2 separate regions of the Mustela erminea genome follow, and region 1 is linked to region 2. Evidence: chromatin contacts called from public Hi-C data. All regions are on one chromosome and are shown on one strand. The core of a region is the stretch at or near the end of the contact, and the rest is flanking DNA. Distances in the headings are between cores, read along the strand shown.

Region 1 (6,139 bases), core at 589-3,088, 160 kb before region 2:
CACCACCGAGAAGCGCCCGCTCCGCCTCCCAACGACGTACCCCCGGCCCGTCCGCTAAGAGGGGCCGCCGCTGCTCTCGCGGGCTCGAGGCAAAACCGAAGCCCTGGAGACGGCGCAGGGCGGGCCGGAACCGGCTGCACGCGCATCGCCTTCCAGCCGCGCGAGCGCAGCGCGGGCCGAGCCGAGCCGAGCCGACCGCTCCGGGGCTCCGCACTCTCTCGGCAGCCCCGCTCGGCCCGCGGCTCGGCGAGACGCAAACGGGGCGGCGCCCGAGCCCGAGCCCGAGCCCGAGCCCGGAGGCTGTTTTTAGAAGCTCCGCGGGGAAGCCGCGCGCGCGAAACCCGACACCGTCCCCGCGGCCGGAGCCGAGCGGAGCGCGCCGGGGGCCGGGGCCGGGGCCGGGGCCGGGGGGCGCCGCTCTCGCTCCGAGGCTCGGCCGGACGCCGCCGGGCCGTGGGCGCGCAGCCCGGTCCCCGCAGGGCGCCGGCGGCAGAAACTTCGCCCTTCGGCGGAGCGCGGACGGCGGCTCCGAGCCCGGCCGCTCCGGCGACGCGGCGTCTTCTCCCGAGTCCCGCCCCACACGCGCCCCGACACCTCCCGGCCAGCAGCGTCCGCCGCCGCCGGCCCCCGAGGAAAACCCGGCAAGGGCGGCGGCCGGCGGCACGCAGGGGGGGCTCGGCCGCGGGAGGACGCCCGCGCGGGGGCCGCCGGCCGACGCGCACCCCACACGCCGCGGCCCCGGGCGCCCCTGCCCAGGCGCCGCCGCCCGGCCAACAGCCCCCGCGGCGCGGCCCCCTCCCCCACGCCGGGCGGCGACTCTGCGCCCCCGCCCCCGGGGCCCCCGGCTCACCCAGGTAGCGGCTCCGCAGCCGGGACGGGTCCTCCAGCCCGAGGGACCGCTTCCTCACGTCCCACAACAGGTGTGGGCAGGAGCCGCCCCGAGACATGGCTCTGCCGGGCGGGGCCGGAGGGGAGACCACCGCGTGGGGGAGGGGCGGGAGGGCGGGACGCGCGGTCAGCAGCCGAGCCGCTCCGGCACCATCCGCGCGCCGGGCCTCGCGGGCGCAGCGGCTCAGACGGCGGCGGCGCCCCGGCCCCCGAAGCCGCGCCTCGCCCGGGCCGGCGCTCGCCTCATGCTCCCCTCCTCAGACTGCCCGAGCGCCCGCGACCGGCCACAGTCCCCTCCCCCGGCCCCTCCGACGCGAGGAGGAGGCGGAGGCGGCCGCGACTCCTCCCTCTCTCGTTCTCGGCACCCGCCCGCCCCAGCCTTTCTCGCGAGAGGACGACACCCCTCCCCGGGACTCGGCCCCCGTACGCCACGGCTGCCCTCGCCCGAGAGGGGTGGGCTCGGGACACTGTCGCTAAATCCTTGATTCTCTGGGGGTGAATGAGGGCCGGAGAGAGAGGAAGCTGAGACACGAAGCTCTCAGTCACGAGTCTCTTTCCGGAGGAGGCAAGAGCGTTGCGCGCCGTCATCTTTAGTTGGGGAATGAAGACCCAGAAAGCCCATGTTAACTACGGGCTACCTTAATCAAAGCTGGGCAGCTTCACTTTCCCTTCTCCAACATGGCCTCGAGGGCAGGAAGGAGAAACGGGAAGTTCGCGCTGGACCCCGCCCCCGCCGCGGCGCGGACCAATCCCCGTGGGCCGCTCAGCCTGCGCAGGCGCGCTGCCGCTAGGAAGTCGGGTCGGCTTGGGGAGGCGGCCCTTCGGGCACCTGTTGCCATGACTCCTCCCCGCCTCCGGGCGGCGGGAGGGAAGGAGGCGGACCCGGGGCGGGCCGTTGCCGAGCCTCCGCCCCTCCGCGTTTCCTGGGCCCGGGCACCCGGCGGTTCGTAGGGGCCGCGGGAGTCGCGGGAAGGGCGCCGCGGGCGAGAGGCGGGCGCGAGGCGCTGGGGCAGGAGAAAGTGACGCGTGTCCTTCGCTGTCATCCAGGGAGGAGCCCGCGGCCGCTGTCCCCGTCGGCCGCCCACGACGCGCCGGTCAGCAGCGATGTCGGCCGCCGGCGCCCGGGGCCTTCGGGCCACCTACCACCGGGCCCTGGACAAGGTGGAGCTGCTGCTGCCGGAGAAACTGAGGCCGCTGTACAACCACCCGGCAGGTGAGGCGCGCCGCCCCCGCCCCCGCCCCCGCCCCCGCCCCCGCCGCCGGCCCCGCCGCTGCCCTCGGGGGGCCCGCCTGGCTGGGGCGGCCGGCCCCGTGCGCGCCGCCCGCGTCCGCGTCGCTCGTGGGCCGGGGTCGCAGCGGGCGCCCTCCGCGACCTTCGTCGCCGCACGGCCCCCCCGCGCGGGGCCTCGGGCTGGTCCTTCGCCCCTGCCGCGGCCGCACGGGGCCCCGGGGACCGCCCGCACCCGCCGGCTCTGCGGTGAAGGTCGCGCCGCCGCCCGCGCCGGGGGCCGGAGGCCTGCAGACGCGCCGGGCCCGCAGCCGCGGTCGCGTCCCGCCCCCGGGCCCCGGTGTAACGGCTGCGGCGCGGGCGCTCCCTGCCCCCGGGGCGCAGCCCGGAGTCCCGCGCGGCCTCCGCGCGTCGGCGTGACCTTGGGGGAGACCCTGGATGGGCTCGTCGCGGCCAAACCCGCTTCGTGGGACGTGGGCGGCGCCGCGCCTGGGTCCTTCCCCGACGCGGGCGGGAGCGCTCGGTCGTGCGCGTGGGGGGTACGCGGGAGGCCCGGAAGGTCCCGCCGGTCCCGCTCCGCGCCCGGGGCTAAGCCGGACGCCGTGGGGTCTGCCGCAGCTGGGAGGCGGGGGACCGACGGGCGGCCCGGGAGCGGCGCTTCCCGCCCACGGTCGAGGCCCTCAGCCGTCGGGGTCCGCGGGAAGGTGGCCCGTCCGCCCCGGCGTCTGCGGTGGCGGCGGACTGTCCCCTCCGGTGCGCCGGCGAGACGGGCGGGACGGTCGTGTGGGGTGTGTACTGCGCCCTGCGCAGCCGGGACCGTTGCAGAATTTTAAGGAGAGTTCAAGGAGAATTCTTTAAGAAGCGTATTGAGCTTATTTGCCTTTTAGTGTTTTGTTGTTTTTTTTAAACTAAATTTTTGGGAGTTGTGCTGTGTATTTTGACGGGTTTTTCAGGAGGGAGGATTGAGCAATGCTTCTGCAGGAATCTGGCTGTTAAGTTGCTGCACTGTGAGCCGTCAACTTTGACCCGCTTAAGCCTTGGGTTTGGGCTGCAGGGTAAGGAGAGCAGCGCAGAGGAGGAGCAGTCTGGAACAGCTGGGTGAGAGGCAAGGGTGGTTCTGCAGGATCCTTTCAGGGCCTCGGCTCTACCCACCTGTCATTCCTGCTTCAGTCTCCCTCAGAGTCAGGAGGAACTGCCTTCACTTGCAGACGGAGCATCTCACCTGGGAACTCCTGGGTTCAGTCCCTGTAACTCCGTGTTCAGTGTAGGGGGAGGAGAGCTGGCTCTGAAGCCAGACAGAGGTACATGGAAATCGTGGCTGTGTGACCTAGACCCTGAAGCCCCCAGCCTTATTTTTCTGGTCTGTAAAATGGAGATAATAATTATCATTTAAGGATTGTGAAAACGAAAAGGTATGATGGCTTTAAAATCTTTAGCGGGGGCGCCTGGGTGGCCCAGTTGTCAAGCATCAGCCTTCGGCTTGGGTGGTGACCCCAGGTGCGGTCAGCCCCATGCTGAGCTCCCTGCTGGGCGGGAAGCCTGCCGCTCCTCCCGCTCCCCCTGCTTGTGTTCCTTCTCGCTGTGTCTCTGACAAATAAATAAATGAAACCTTTAAATAAATTAAATAAAACATTTAGCAAAGTGTTTGTACTTAGACTCAAAAAATGTTGGTTCCCTCCCTTCTAAGATTTTAACCAATATACATAGTAAGAATATGTATCATTCAGAAGTATTTGTGATTAAAAAGTTGGAGGCACACCCACGAAAAAATGGAAAAGCATGAAAAACATAACTGCCGATCCATTGGTATTGAATAAAATCTGAGGAAACACTGATTATTCTCCAAGAGTCATCATAGTGACTACGCAAGGTTTTTATGTGCTATTTTGCATAATCTTATTGAATCCTTATTTAAATCTTAGACAACATTCACATCCTGGCGGTTTTTACAATGATCTGCAAGGCTAGGATATTAATAGTTGGATATCATACATTGCGGATTCTAAATATCTGAGATTTAATTTTATCACTGGCAGAATGTCTAGTCAGGAAACAAGAGTGTGTCTTTATATAGATTTATACTAGAATTATGGGACTATTATATATTACTATATCGCAGTGATTCATATTATAGCTAGACCTGCAGCCTTCATCATTCGTGTATGTGTTGTTCCCAACACATTGTGATCTACCTTTATAGGGTGAGAATAGAGTTCCAACCAAATGTGTGTCCTGGCAAACTCGGTTCTCATAAGGTATGTCACTTCACCATCACCTGACTGTGAAAGTATGTGACTCTGCACAAACCAGCTGCACCGCTCTACTCCAGGCATTTGTCAGAAAAATGACCTTGAAGTCATGATGACCAGTGTTTACTTAAAAGCTTAGTGGGGGGGGGGGGACCGGACATGATTAGTGAAGGAGTGTCATTCCTTTGTATTTTTGAGCCCCCAGATGGGGTGAATTGTCTCAAAATATGCACAAAATGAAACACTGGAATGTAGGAAGAAAACAATACAGCTTCTGTTAATGCTTAGTATTATTTTATCCTTTCACATTTTCTATTCTGCGTATATCTTATAAAAATAGATCAGTATAGTTATATATATAGTTATGTAGAACACAATTGAGAGTTCTTTGGAGTCAACATATGTACATATACACATTTGTGTAAGTTATATGTTTAGTGTATAAATACAATATATATATGTAGGAGATACATGCTCAAAAAAAGGGTTTTTTAAATGATAGGGTCCAGTGTTCAAAAGTAGTTAGGAGACCATAGCTCTAAAGAATCCAAAAGCTATCCTAAAAGGCGTTCTCAAGGTATAAACTTCCTGTTATAAACAAGTTTTGGGGATATAATGTACAACGTGGTGACTGTAATTAACAGTACTGTGTTACATATTTGAAAGCTGCTAAGGGAGTAGATCCTAAAAGTTCTTATGACACGAAAAAAATGAGCTAAGTGAGGCAATGGATACTAACAGAACTTATTATAGTAAGAGTTTTGCAATATAAATATATATCAAATCATCATGTTGAACGTCTTAAATTAATATACTGTTATATGCCAATTATATCTCAATAAAACCGGGGGAAATGAATAACAAATAATAAAAATACATAAAAACTATCCTTTGACTAAGCCCAGGAAACAGTTTTCTGAACCATACCATTTTAGGTACCTCACCGTAGCTCTGCTTTTCTTGAGTTACATTTTGCCTTAAGTGGAAGAACTTTTGAAAAGATAGTTCTGTGAAGTCTGTCGCGGTGCTTAGTGGGCTGTTGCTGGGAAGTTTCTCTCCATTACATGGTAGTCTCCCTGGGAAGGCTTCAGATCTCAGTAACAGTAAGATTTGCATTTCTCCTAGGTAAGAGAATTGTTTTTCCCATTTTTTCTTAAATATCAAAAAACAGGGTCATCTTTGTGGCTCAGTTGGTTCAGTGTGTGACTCTCGATTTTGGCTCAGGTCATGATCTCACTGTGGTGACACTGAGCCCTGCTACCAGCTCTGCGCTGAGTGCAGTCAGCTTGAGAATCTCGCCCTCTGCCTCTCCCCCAACTGGAGCTCGCTCGCTCACTCACTCTCCCTCTCAGTCAAATAAATAAAATCTTTAAAAATAAAATAAAAACATATTAAGCGAACCCACATTCGCGTTGCCCATAAGGGAATATCTTTATCATGAAAATTCAAAATTAAATACTAAGCAGGGGCGCCTGGGTGGCTCAGTGGGTTAAGCCTCTGTCTTCAGCTCAGGTCATGATCCCGGGGTCCTGAGATCGAGCCCCGCATCGGGCTCTGCTTAGTGGGGAGCCTGCTTTCCCCTCTCTCTCTCTGCCTGCCTCTCTGCCTACTTGTGATCTCTGTCAAATAAATAAATAAAATATTAAAAAAAAAAAATAGAGGAGCTTGGATTTTCTTTAAGGTCCTTTCAGCTGTAATAATCTTCACTTTGGTACTCTTACTAGAGCTTTTCTTAGTTTTGGACCTTTCAAGAAACTCATTTCATTGGGTTCAA
Region 2 (5,639 bases), core at 786-3,285:
CTGAATAAATGTTTGCTGGATAACGGTATCCCGACCGAACTCTGCAAGGTGTTCTACGGAGGTGGACTGCTCTCTGTGCGCCGTCGACGGCCAGAAAAGGGGATTTTGAAGACGAGGGCAAGTTTTTTCTTGCCAAGTCTTCCAAAATTAAGCCAGCACGAGCCACTGCTTCATGAGACAGCCTCCTGTCCACCCTCTTCCCCGACTGCGGCGCTGGGCGCGTCCGAGCCGCGCGAAGCTGCTGTTCTGACCGTCCTCCACAGGACCCCTCGAACACCCAGCGTTTCGTCCTGCGGGCGGTGCTGGAGCCTGACGAGACCGCCTGACGAGACCGCCTCAGGGCCGCGCCCTCAGGAGCAGCGCCCGACCCCTCCCGTCGGGCACAGCATTTCTCATCCCCTCATTTTCAGTCTATTTCCTCACTTGTTGGCTTAACACACAAGGACTGGGGGCGCCTGGGTGGCTCCGTGGGTCAAGCCTCTGCCTCCGGCTCAGGTCTTCCTCTCGGGGTCATGGGATCGAGCCCCGCATCGAGCCCCGCATCGGGCTCTCCGCTCGGCGGGGAGCCTGCGTCCCCCTCCCCCTCTGCCAACTTGTGCTCTTCTCTGTCAAATAAGCAAGTAACACTGAAAACCCAGAACCGGTCTCACCCCCCGGGCCGCACTCTGAACCCCTCCTCAAAGGAGACGAGACCGAGCACAGACCTGCGGACCCGCGGAGGCGAGGCGAGGCCTCGGCGCGTCGCCGCCGCCGGGATTCCCCGCCCCAGAGGCCCCCCCCCGGATCGCCCCGCCAACGAGCCCGCCCGGGTCCGGAGACCACAGCAAGGGCCGCCCCGCCGGGAAAGCCCGAGCGCAGACGCTGCGACGCACCCGGCGCTTCGCGAACGAGAGAAACGGGGACGGCGGCGGGTCGGGGCCTGCGGGCGAGCCCGACTCGACCGAACCGCACCTCCGAGGCGAGACCAAACGTTCCCTCAGGCCGACAAAACCGCCCACAAAGGCCCCGCGACCTGCCGCCGGCGCCCACAGGCGGCGACCGCTCCACCCCGGGCCGCCCGAGCCCGAACCCGAACCCGAACCCCCGGAGCGGGGCCGGGCCGCCCCCGGGCCACATGCGGGCAGGGCGGGCGGGAGCAAGGCGGGGAGCCCGCCCCTCGCCCCGCAGCCGCAGGCCCCGGGAGCCCCCCGCCGCGCCCTTCCCCCTCGGCGCCCCTCCCCCCGCCCCGCCGCGCCCCTCCCCCCGCCCCGCCGTCCCCCCCACCCCGCCCGGGCCGCGGCACCACTCACACAGCCCGAGCGCCGCCGCCAACAGCGACCACAGCCAGCGCCTGCGGGCAGCGTCTGCCCGCCCCGCCGCGACTCCCGCGGGCGCTGCCATCGTCCCCCGCCGCCGCCGCCGCTGCGCCCCGGGCCGCCGTCCCCACTGCGCTCCGCTCGGCTCCCGACAGCGCCCGGTCCTCCTCGCCGCCAGCGCCCGCGCCCCCGGCCCCTGCGCGCCGCGCGCCCGCCCCCGGCCCCGCCCCCGCGCTCCGCTCATTGGCCTGCGCTGCGGCCGGGGGAGGACGCCATTGGAGGACACCGACTGTCCATCACCCCTCGCCCCCTCCCCGGATCCCCCCAGTCCCCGGGTCTCCCCCCCACCACGCCTGGCCCCTTCTCCGCGCGCCGGAGGCCGGGCTCGGGAGGCGCCGGGTTCCCGCCGCCCGGCCTCCGCCCGCTGGGTGTCCGCCTGGGGCCCGCCGGCTCCTCAGCCTCTCGGAGCTCCCGCCCCGCAGACCTCTTGGCAGCCCCCCGGCCGCGGGTCGCGCTCCTGGCGGTCCGCGCTGCGGGTTTCTCCGGGCCCCGAGGAAAAGGCGGCCGTCCGCGCACAAAAGCGGAGGAAACGGGCGCGACGGCGGGACTCGGGCGGCCGCAGGGAGCTCGGCTCCCGCCTTGCCCTGGCGGGGCCCGCCCTCCGCTCCGCTGGGAAGGCGGCGTGCGGCGAGCGGAGAGACCGCGGGCCGGGACGGCGCCTCCATCTTGCCCGAGTCTCCCCAGGGCCCGCTCTCGGAGCTCCGGGGGCCGGGCACGAGGTCCCTCCGTCAGAGCCGGGCACGGGGTCCCGCCGCCGTCGGAGCCGGGCACGAGGCCCCTTTCGGAGCCGGGCGCTCCTTCCTGGCTTTCCGTTTGCTTGTCCGTCTGCGGACAACGCGCCCCTCGTTTGTCCATGGAAACCGGGTGGGGAAGTTCCTGAGTCTGAGGGGCCTTGGCTGACTCTGCTCACGTCGGTCTCTTGGCCCCGAACAGCGTCTGCCGCTCCCCGTTGCCTAATAAATGCTGGGGATGCTCAGTACCCCCAAAAGGCGCCGCGCGTCAGCGACGGGAGCAGGGCAAGAGCTCAGTGAGTGAAGAAAAGGAAGGATCCAGGCAAGGGTGTGGACCATTAGGACAAGAGAGGGGAAAGAGTATGGTGAGAAACCCAAATGTAACCTCATTTCAGGGTTTTGTCTATAAAGTCCATTTTAAACAAAGGGACATTTTTGCTGTTTTAGCTTGCTAGCCTTGTAAGCCAACTCATAACTAGCAGTAGTGAGAGAAAACTAAAAAAGCATGACAACCATTTTGCCCTTTTCTTCTCTGTAAGATCCTTATGAAGTGTGTCTGAATGTCACAGGTTGGCTAGAGGACAAATGCGTTAAGTGAATAATTATTATGTGCTGTGGATGTAGAACACCTAGATTTTATTCCCCAAAAGCACACAGGCCTCCAGAGTAGACATACAGGCACTAAATCTGTTTAAATGCTTGAAGAGAAGGAGAAACCCAAGGCCAACAGGGACATTGGTGCTCAAGGACACATGTCCTGTTATAGGCTTCTTGGAGGGTGATGATGAGGGAGCAGAAGGACTGGCTGAAAACCAAGCATGAGCTGTCACCTGCGGCCTCCTCCCTCCCCCCACTCCTGGGGGGGAAACGTGTGACATTCTTCCGGGGAAATCTCCCAACTGCCTTGCTAGTGGGGGAAAACAACCTTAGCTTGACAATGGCAAGGACTGCGGTATCTTCTAGGTCTTCTTTAACATGTAAATATCCTTTGAAACTTCCCTTTTTCCTTACTCCCCCAACCCCATAGTCTATAATCAGCCACCCCTCATAGCCCAGCTCTTTCTGGCCACGGGTCCTGTCCTGGTGCTTTAATAAACCACCATTCTGCACCATATCGTCTCAAGAATTCTTTCTTGGTCCTCAGCTCCCGGCTCCACCCCACCCGACCTCACCTATACTCCAGAACCACATCAGTGATAAACCCCAACACACACATCTTCCTCTTGTGGGACCCACTGGTGCATGAGGCATGTGGAAAAGATGCAGAAAGGATGTAGCATTTGAAGTGGACTTTATTTTTTATTTTTAAAGATCTTGTTTATTTATTTGACAGAGAGAGGGAACAGAAGCAGGGGGCCTGGGAGAGGGAGAAGCAGGCTGAGCAGGGAGCCTGATGCAGAGCTCAGGACCCCTGGATCCCAGGACCTAGGATTATGACCTGAGACGAAAGCAGATGCTTCATGACTGAGCCACCCAGGTGCCCCTGAGGTGGACTTTAGAGGTTGAGTAAAAGTTCACTGGGAAAGCAACAGCAAAAGCAAACTCAGAAATGGGAAAGCAGTACCAGGTCCAAGAAACTGTGGGTAAATCTTGTGTAGTTTGGAACTTCAGAGGAGGGAGTGAAAGAGAATGCTGGAAAAGTAGGCTGTTGTGGTCTTTTGAAGAGCTTTGGGTTGTTCATTCTGTGGGCAGTAGGGAGAAGTAAAAGGGGAATGACACACTCAGCTCTGTGTTTTAAAAGGTTGACCACAGCAGACAGGGTCGGAAGAAAGAGGTGAAGGGGCTGGAGAGGAGGACAAGGCATGGAGAAGCGTTTCAGTTGAGTGAGAGAGCAACAGGATGGGGGTCAGCTGGATGGGAAGTCTAAGCAAGAGAAGAGAATCCAGGGCACATCGGTGTCTTAGGTCATGATCCTAGGTCCTGGGATGGAGCTCAGCAGGGAGTCTGCTTCTCCATCGCCCTCTACTTCTCCCCACTGCTCCCGCTCATGCACACGCTCTCTCTCTCTCAAATAAGTACATAAAACCTTTAAAAAGAGAGAGAGGGGGGTGGGGGGAGAATCCAGGAAGACAGATATGACCTTCAGTTTCTAGCCTGAGTGGAGAATAATGCTACCAGCCCACCAAAACTAAAAGCCAAGGAAGAGAACCTGGTCTTGGAAGACTGCTAACATGCTGGGCCTTGGGCATAGCTTAAAATGCTGACAACACCCCCATGGGCAATCAGAAGGCACTTAGATGTCAGGGAAACCACAGAAGGGCTACATGGAACATGAGCCTCATGTGGCCACAAGGTGCTCACAAGAAAGGTCAGATCACCAGTCTCAAGTCAATAGAATGCCCTTGCCGGCAAGTATGTGATGTAAAGGAAAAACGGATTCCAAGGCATCGTTTTCTTGGAAGGGTCGGAGCGCTTGGTCTATCTGAGCACTAGTTGCTGTCAGGCCTCCATAAGGACTCCCGGGTGACACCCAGATGTGACCACTCCCAGACTGAGCACACCAGCTCCTCTTCCCTAGATTCAAGCCCCAGCCAGTTTCTCCCCCTTCTTCTCCAGTTCCACATAGCTTGCGGGGAGGAAGACCAGTCCAGGGTCCAGAGAGAACAAACAAGAACACCCAGGCTCGGAGGTGTTTTGCAGGGGGCTGGACTTTCCATGGTATTTCCACAACTTTTACAGCCACCAGAGAGTGCATAGAATGGATTTCCCATTAACTCCCTTTTTAGAGCCTTCGTGGGTTCCTTCTTGTCCTTAGCATGACGTCCAGACCCTTTGCTGGCGCGTAGTTTCTGTGAGCCCCTGTCTGGGGCCCTTTACCCCATACTCCAGTCGTGGAACCTCAACCTGCCTTCAGGTTGAGCGCTGGCCCCCAGCGCCTGCAGGGCTCTGTTCTGTGGATTCCTCAGGCCCTAGGCCTCCCTCTGCTCCCAGACGCTCAGCATTTATCTTCCCATCTTTCAGAACATCACCAGAGGGTGAGTTCCTCTGAAAAGGTTTTCTGCCGTTTCTAGTATCTCCCTACACTGCCCTGTGTAGACATGACCACAGCGCATATACAGCTCTGTACTCGTTCAGATTTCCAGCGATTTGAAAACCTACGATGGGACTTAGGTGTCAAGGTCTTTGCGAACACCACTGAGAGTAATGTGTAGGTGGTGAGTTCTCGGTAAAGGTTACTCTTATCCTATCAGCACCTGCTGGCTGTTACCTGCTTGTCTGTCTCCTATATACAGTGGTCCCCCTCGAGGGATATAAGGGACTTGCCATACAGTTGTCTGCTTTCCCAGGGCCCAAGTCAGAGCCTGACGCATAGGAATGCTGGTCTCCTATTACCCTCACACTTGCCCTCTGCTCTTAGCCACACTGTCCTCATGGCTGTTTTAGGAACAGTTCAGGTACATGCATGTCTCCTGGTGTTTCCTTTGCTCTCATGTCATCTTCTCAAAGAGGCCTGTCTTCGCCCTCTGTTCAAATCGCAAACCCTCCCCCTGCAATTTATTTCTTGGTTGTATGTAGGGTCTGTCTCGTCTCCCTAGAATGTGTGTTCCCCCCG

The links. Hi-C and Micro-C count contacts between places; a contact is called where the count stands out from the background.
Region 1: a Hi-C map of spleen shows a contact between it and region 2, with 4 times the contacts expected there. The contact joins the promoter of MPC2 here to the promoter of MPZL1 in region 2. A contact is called at or near these places in 2 of 3 Hi-C or Micro-C datasets (skeletal muscle and spleen).

Annotation. Positions count from the first base shown.
Region 1 is chr17:277,371-283,509 of mMusErm1.Pri, reverse strand. MPC2 (mitochondrial pyruvate carrier 2) reads left to right here and starts at 1,838. Exons shown (of 5, transcript XM_032318063.1): 1 at 1,838-2,101. The coding sequence starts at 1,993. DCAF6 (DDB1- and CUL4-associated factor 6) reads right to left here and starts at 1,140. Exons shown (of 19, transcript XM_032318052.1): 1 at 851-1,140. The coding sequence starts at 947.
Region 2 is chr17:113,773-119,411 of mMusErm1.Pri, reverse strand. MPZL1 (myelin protein zero-like protein 1) reads right to left here and starts at 2,035. Exons shown (of 6, transcript XM_032318749.1): 1 at 1,780-2,035. The coding sequence starts at 2,020.